Regions from separate parts of the Mus musculus genome. Here region 1 is linked to region 2. The links are chromatin contacts, called in public HiChIP or PLAC-seq maps. All regions are on one chromosome and are shown on one strand. Each heading gives the region's core, a stretch centred on a gene start, on an enhancer-like site or on the middle of the called end of the contact. The rest is flanking DNA. Distances are from core to core; before and after follow the strand shown.

What was found. HiChIP or PLAC-seq counts read pairs in DNA pulled down with a chosen protein or histone mark.
Region 1: a contact with region 2 is called in an H3K4me3 HiChIP or PLAC-seq map of bone marrow-derived macrophages, with 7 times the contacts expected there. The contact joins two enhancer-like sites. A contact is called at or near these places in 1 of 39 promoter capture datasets (liver) and 1 of 115 datasets of contacts at active chromatin or transcription factors (bone marrow-derived macrophages).

What each region holds. Positions count from the first base shown.
Region 1 is chr7:100,267,625-100,270,379 of GRCm38.p6, forward strand. Pgm2l1 (phosphoglucomutase 2-like 1) reads left to right here. Exons shown (of 14, transcript NM_027629.3): 12 at 493-682; 13 at 2,704-2,755. Among named protein-coding and RNA genes, the nearest start is that of P4ha3, 17 kb to the right of the region's middle. Within about 2 kb of position 1,422, at least 1 of the 459 cell types and tissues checked has an H3K27ac peak or open chromatin away from gene starts, as enhancers often do. A contact at or near this core is called in bone marrow-derived macrophages, where this site is marked.
Region 2 is chr7:99,546,517-99,549,352 of GRCm38.p6, forward strand. All of the region lies in intron 1 of Arrb1 (arrestin, beta 1), which reads left to right. Among named protein-coding and RNA genes, the nearest start is that of n-TEctc3, 4.0 kb to the left of the region's middle. Within about 2 kb of position 1,520, at least 37 of the 459 cell types and tissues checked have an H3K27ac peak or open chromatin away from gene starts, as enhancers often do. A contact at or near this core is called in bone marrow-derived macrophages, where this site is marked.

The sequences.
Region 1 (2,755 bases), core at 172-2,671, 720 kb after region 2:
CATGTGATCTCACAACAGACCTGCCTTGCTTGCTTTTTGGTCGGTTGGCTGGTTGGCTGGTTGGCTGGTTGGCTGGTTGGTTGGTTGGTTGGCTGGTTGGTTGGTTGGTTGGTTGGCTGGCTGGCTGGTTGGTTGGTTGGTTGGTTTGGGGTTCTTTTCTTAGTTTGTTTTTGAGGAACAGATTCCTTCCTTCCTTCCCTCTCCCCCACCCCCTTTCTTTCTTCTTTCTTTTAAAGATAGGATTACTCTGTGCAGCCCTGGGTGTCCTAGACTCGCTCTGTAGACCAAGCTGGCCTCGAACTCATGGAGATCTGCCTGCATCTAACTCCCAAGCGCTGGAATTAAAACATGTGCCACCTTTTCCTGACTATATTTCTTTACTATTAATATTATCAGTATCACTTTCTATAAAATATTATGTTGGCTTATCTTTAATATGCACGTGTCCAAAAGTTCCCTAGAATCTGACTTTAGCTTTAAATCTTTGTGCAGATACGGTTACCATATGTCCAAAACTTCATATTTCTTGTGTTATGATCCACCTACCATCAAAACCATATTTGAAAGGATTCGAAATTTTGAGTCTCCAAAGGAATATCCAAAATTTTGTGGGGCTTTTGCTATTTTGCATGTACGGGACATAACCACTGGATATGATAGCAGCCAGCCAAATAAGAAATCAGTAAGTACCTTTTCTTTTTACAAACAATGAAGACAATTTAATAACTCAAGTCACCAAAAAAATCTAAAGCTGCAATAAGTTTCACCTAAGATCCAAGCCAGTGTGCTCATGTTTACTTGTTTACAGTGGTTAAGTTTAGAAGCAGCCAGATGGAAGAGACATGCAGGCAAGGTTCTACAAGTGGAGGCCTGGGCAAAACCCCCCAAGCCAGTAGTCCTCAGCCTTCCTAATGCTGCCACCTTTTAATACGGCCTCGTGTTGTGGTGACCCCCAACCGTAAAATTATCTTGTTGCTACTTTGTAACTATAATTTTGCTGCTCTTATGAATCACAATGTAAATATTTGATATGTGAACTCCAAAGGGTTGGAAACCCACAGATTGAGAGCAGCTATTCTCAGCACTGTCCAGGTGTACCACCTTCCTTCCCAGCATTCTGTGTGTTCAGCTAGAAGTTGAAACCCCAGAAAACACCTCTTTAAAGAAACAACTGAGCAAACAAAACCACCACCACCAACAAAAAACTTGTCATAAAAAAAGTGTCATAATTCATGGTATAGTAAAAGAGTGGCCTCTAGTTTCTTGAGGGGAGGACCTGTTGTTTTGTGCCACCAGACTATTTTCAAGGGCACTAACTGGTCTCTGACTTGATACTTATTACTCCCCTAATAATCATCCGTGCTGCTGGCGCAAAGGGAAGTGGGCTTGGAGAAGAGGGACCAACGGAGAAGAGGAAGCGAGGGAGGGAGGGAGGGAGGGAGGGAGTGCGCAGTGAGGGTGAATGATACGGGAACATGAAGTCTAAAGACTTCAGAGCCCTGCTGCAGCTTCCTGATTTTAACATGCTTCCAACCTGGCTCTCCATACCTCTAGTCCAATAAAACTGATTCTTTCTTTCTTTCCTTCTTTCTTTCTTTCTTTCTTTTCTTTTCTTTTCTTTTCTTTTCTTTTCTTTTTTTGTTTGTTTGTTTGTTTGTTTGTTTTTTTGTTTTTTCGAGACAGGGTTTCTCTGTGTAGCCCTGGCTGTCCTGGAGCTCACTCTGTAGACCAGGCTGGCCTCGAACTCAGAAATCCGCCTGCCTCTGCCTCCCAAGTGCTGGGATTAAAAGTGTGCGCCACCACGCCCAGCGAACTGAAGATTTCTTAAACACATATGCATTAGGTTTTTCTGTATTTTGGGTCAACTTGTTTGCCTCAGTTTACCTTTTCTCCTTTCTGCTGTAGGCTCATACCTCACCATTACTTAAGGTTTAATTAAGGCAAGAGCTGATGGTGACAGGGCACTTACCTAGAATGCTTGAGGCTTAAAACTTAAGGCAAATGTTACATCCTCCTTTGGAATTCCAGGTCCCATAATCAGTTTTTACAGAATGAGTGATTGTGTAACCTTTGGGTTGTATATTAGTGTTTTGTTGACGTCTACTTATGTCACTGTTGCATTGCACGTGGCAGGTCCATTTCCTCAGTACCTCTCAATGCTCCCACCTCTGTGGTATATGCTCAACAGACACTTACATGATAAGCTCTTACATTCATTTTATTGTAATTATGATGATAACTGTTAGCTTAAGTTCCATTTGTAATGTTCAAATGTTGTTTCAGTACTCTAATAATGTATTTAATCCATGTTTGCATCTTACCCATTTTAAATAATTTTGGTATTCTTTGAAAATTCCATACATGTATACGACATATTTTGATCTTATCCACCCCCGGTTCCTCATCCCAACTCTCTCTGGGATCCACCAACCCATCTCCCTCAAGACTTTATGTCCTCTTTTTTCATTTAAATTTCAAAACATGTAGTATGCTTATATTATTATATAACAGATTTCTTTAACCTTGATAAATTGAAATTCTGTACTCATTAAACAACTTTACACACCCATCTCCCAACTCTTGGCAATGACCAGTCCACATTGCTTCTGTGACTTAGATACCTTAGCTACTTCCTGCAACTGTGGTATATTTTATAGTTCTTGAAAATGAAGATATAGGTGTAAACTATTGCATTTTGAATAGGTACTGCCTGTGAGTAAAAACAGCCAAATGATTACATTTACCTTCCAAAACG
Region 2 (2,836 bases), core at 270-2,769:
CTGCAAAACTTCATTAGAGGAAACAGGCGGCAGACCTGAGATCATTTGCCTACAAACTGCCCCCAGAGGGGAGCTGGCCTCTGCAGCCAGAAGAACAAATCGCCAGCATTTTTCAGTTTGTTCCACAAACAGTTCTCCAGTGCTGGCTAGGTGCCAGACCTCTACTACAGGCATGTCCCTGGAGTGGCCCAATCTACCACAGTGGACATTTAGGGAGCAGTTTGGTTTCATGTGCCACCTAAGGGTGGACCCTTTCTCCGTAGCTGGAGTATTGGCTTTCTTGGAATTCTTATGAACGAAGAGCAGCCTCTTTTAGGTTGGGATTTTCAGAAACGGCTTATTCCCTTTCTCCTGGTCTGTGTCACCCTTCACTCCTCCACCCGAGCGAGCAGAAGTTTCTCTGTCTTACCAGCCCCTGGGGTCTGAGATAGGAAGTGGGGACAGCTTCTTGTAGCACTTGTATGTCTGGGGGAGAAAGAAAGTAAGTGGCTGGAACATTCCTTTTGGTGGTTTTTATTATTATTATTATTATTATTATTATTATTATTATTATTATTAAAGACAGGATTTTTCTGTGTAGATCCGGCTATCCTGGAATTCTGTAGGCCAGGCTGGCCTTTAACTCAGAGATCCACCTGCCTCTGCCCCCCCCCCGAGGGCTGGGATCGAAGGTGTGTGTCAAGCTACTGCCACCACCACCCAGCTGTCTGTAACGTTCTTTTTATTTTATTTTTTTAAAAGATTTATTTATTTTATATATGTGAGTACACTATAGCTGTCTTCAGACACGCCAGTAGAGGGCATCAGATCCCATTACCGATGGTTGTGAGCCACCATGTGGTTGCTGGGAATTGAACTCAGGACCTTTGGAAGAGCAGTCAGTGCTCTTAACCACTGAGCCATCTCTCTAGCTCCAACTGTAACATCCTGTTTGTTTGTTTTTGGTTTTGTATTTTGAGACAGGATTTCTCTGTGTAGCCCTGACTGTCCTGGAACTCACTCTGTAGACCAGGCTGGCCTCAAACTCAGAAATCTTCCTGCCTCTAACTTCCAAATGCTGGTATTAAAGGTGTGCACTACCACTGCCCGGCTGGCTGTAACATTCTTAAGAGAGTGGCAAGGGCGTTTCAGTTTACAGCTGGACAGCAATCCAGGATTAAGACTCAGAAGCCACTAACAGAACAGGGGACCCTCGTGCACGCTGTGGGAGATACATCTGATAGGACTCAGAGATGCAGTGGGAGCTCTGTGGGACAGGCATTCAGCAGGGACTGGAACCCTGCCCCCCATGGTGGCTCGAGTTTCATAGCTTTCAGTAAGGAGTTTCTTAGGAATGCAGACTACTTCAGACACACACACACACACACACACACACACACACACACACACACACGGTGGGGAGAGAGAGAGAGAGAGAGAGAGAGAGAGAGAGAGAGAGAGAGAGAGAGAGAGAGAGAGAGAGAGACCTGGGTTGAAGCTAGCTATAGTAGTGCAGGCCTATAATCTAAGCACATGGTAGAAGGATGAGGTCACCCTGCTCTGCACTGTCAGCTCCAGGCCAACCAGGGTGGCATTGTGGGTCCCTCCCCCACCTTTTTTAGTTAACAAAACAAAAACAAATAGGTCAAGAAATCAAGGGGGAAACTGTCACAAACAAGCAAGCAAGCTGCACATATCTAAAGCTACTGGGCAAATGGCACCGGAAGCAAGATTACTGGGGGCAGCAGGGGTTCAAGCTTCCCTCCAGCAGAGCAGATCTTGCAGAAGCCCACTGGAGCAGAGTGCAAGGCGGGGGTGTGGGGGGGTGTTGTTAGTTTTAGGAGACACAGCCTCTGCTTGGGCCTGTGGCCCGGAAAGAGCATGTGTGCTGGTCTGTGTGGTTTAGAGTGCCGTCTTTAGGGACACTGAGGCCAAGCGGTGTGGGAGAAAGGGCAGCAGGCTGGGTTTGCACCCCACCATACCTGTCTCTGTCTGTGGGTGAGATGCTAAATTGTGGGGAAGTGGTACCCCTTCTTTCTCACTGTAGTGACTGTGCTAATGAGTGCACCCAGAACTAACAGGGCTCATCTGGTGGGTAAGATTTTTGTCATGAGTCTGTGTGGCCCCAGGGCTGTGGGAGAAAACTGAAGGCATTTAAAAAAAGACTTAGTAAGGAGAATTTTGATTTTTTTCTTTTTTGGCAAGTTTTTTTTTTCAATATCCTAAAAAGGACAAAGCTGATGACACGTTATAATCAAGCAGTTAATATGCACACTGCTCTTTCTAGCATGCAGCAGCGAGGTGCCTTTTCTGCAGCCATTCAGCAGCTATGATTGAAATCACCCTTTTGCAGAATGAACCCTGTTGCCGGGAATTTTCAGAGGACTATGGTGAGCCCTGTCCTGGCCACAGGCGGTCCTGGGTTTCTCCAGCCACAGCTTCTTTATGAATGAGATGGTATCTGGGACAGAGGTTACCTGAATCCACACTCGCTGTAGAGAAACCCATTCCCTGTCCTGGGCAGGCTCAGCTCAGACATCCGGTCTGAACGGTGAGGTGGGCATGTCTTCTAAGGCTGCTCCTTGCAACCAGCTCTGGCCTGGGCCAACCCACTGGTCTTCTGCCTGGTCTGTGGCTCAGTATATGGCCTGGAACCAACCCTTTTGTTTGGAAACACACCAGACCAAGGCCTTCCCAGCTTAAAAGCTCACCAGTTGTTCCCTACAGGAGCATCTCTGGTTTTCAGGTGGTACCAAGAACCCTGCAGTTCCTGTCCCTAACTTCCTGCCTGCTGTCCCCACACTGTGGACACTGGCTTGACCTCAATGGCCATTGACTTTCCATACCTGGGTGTCTG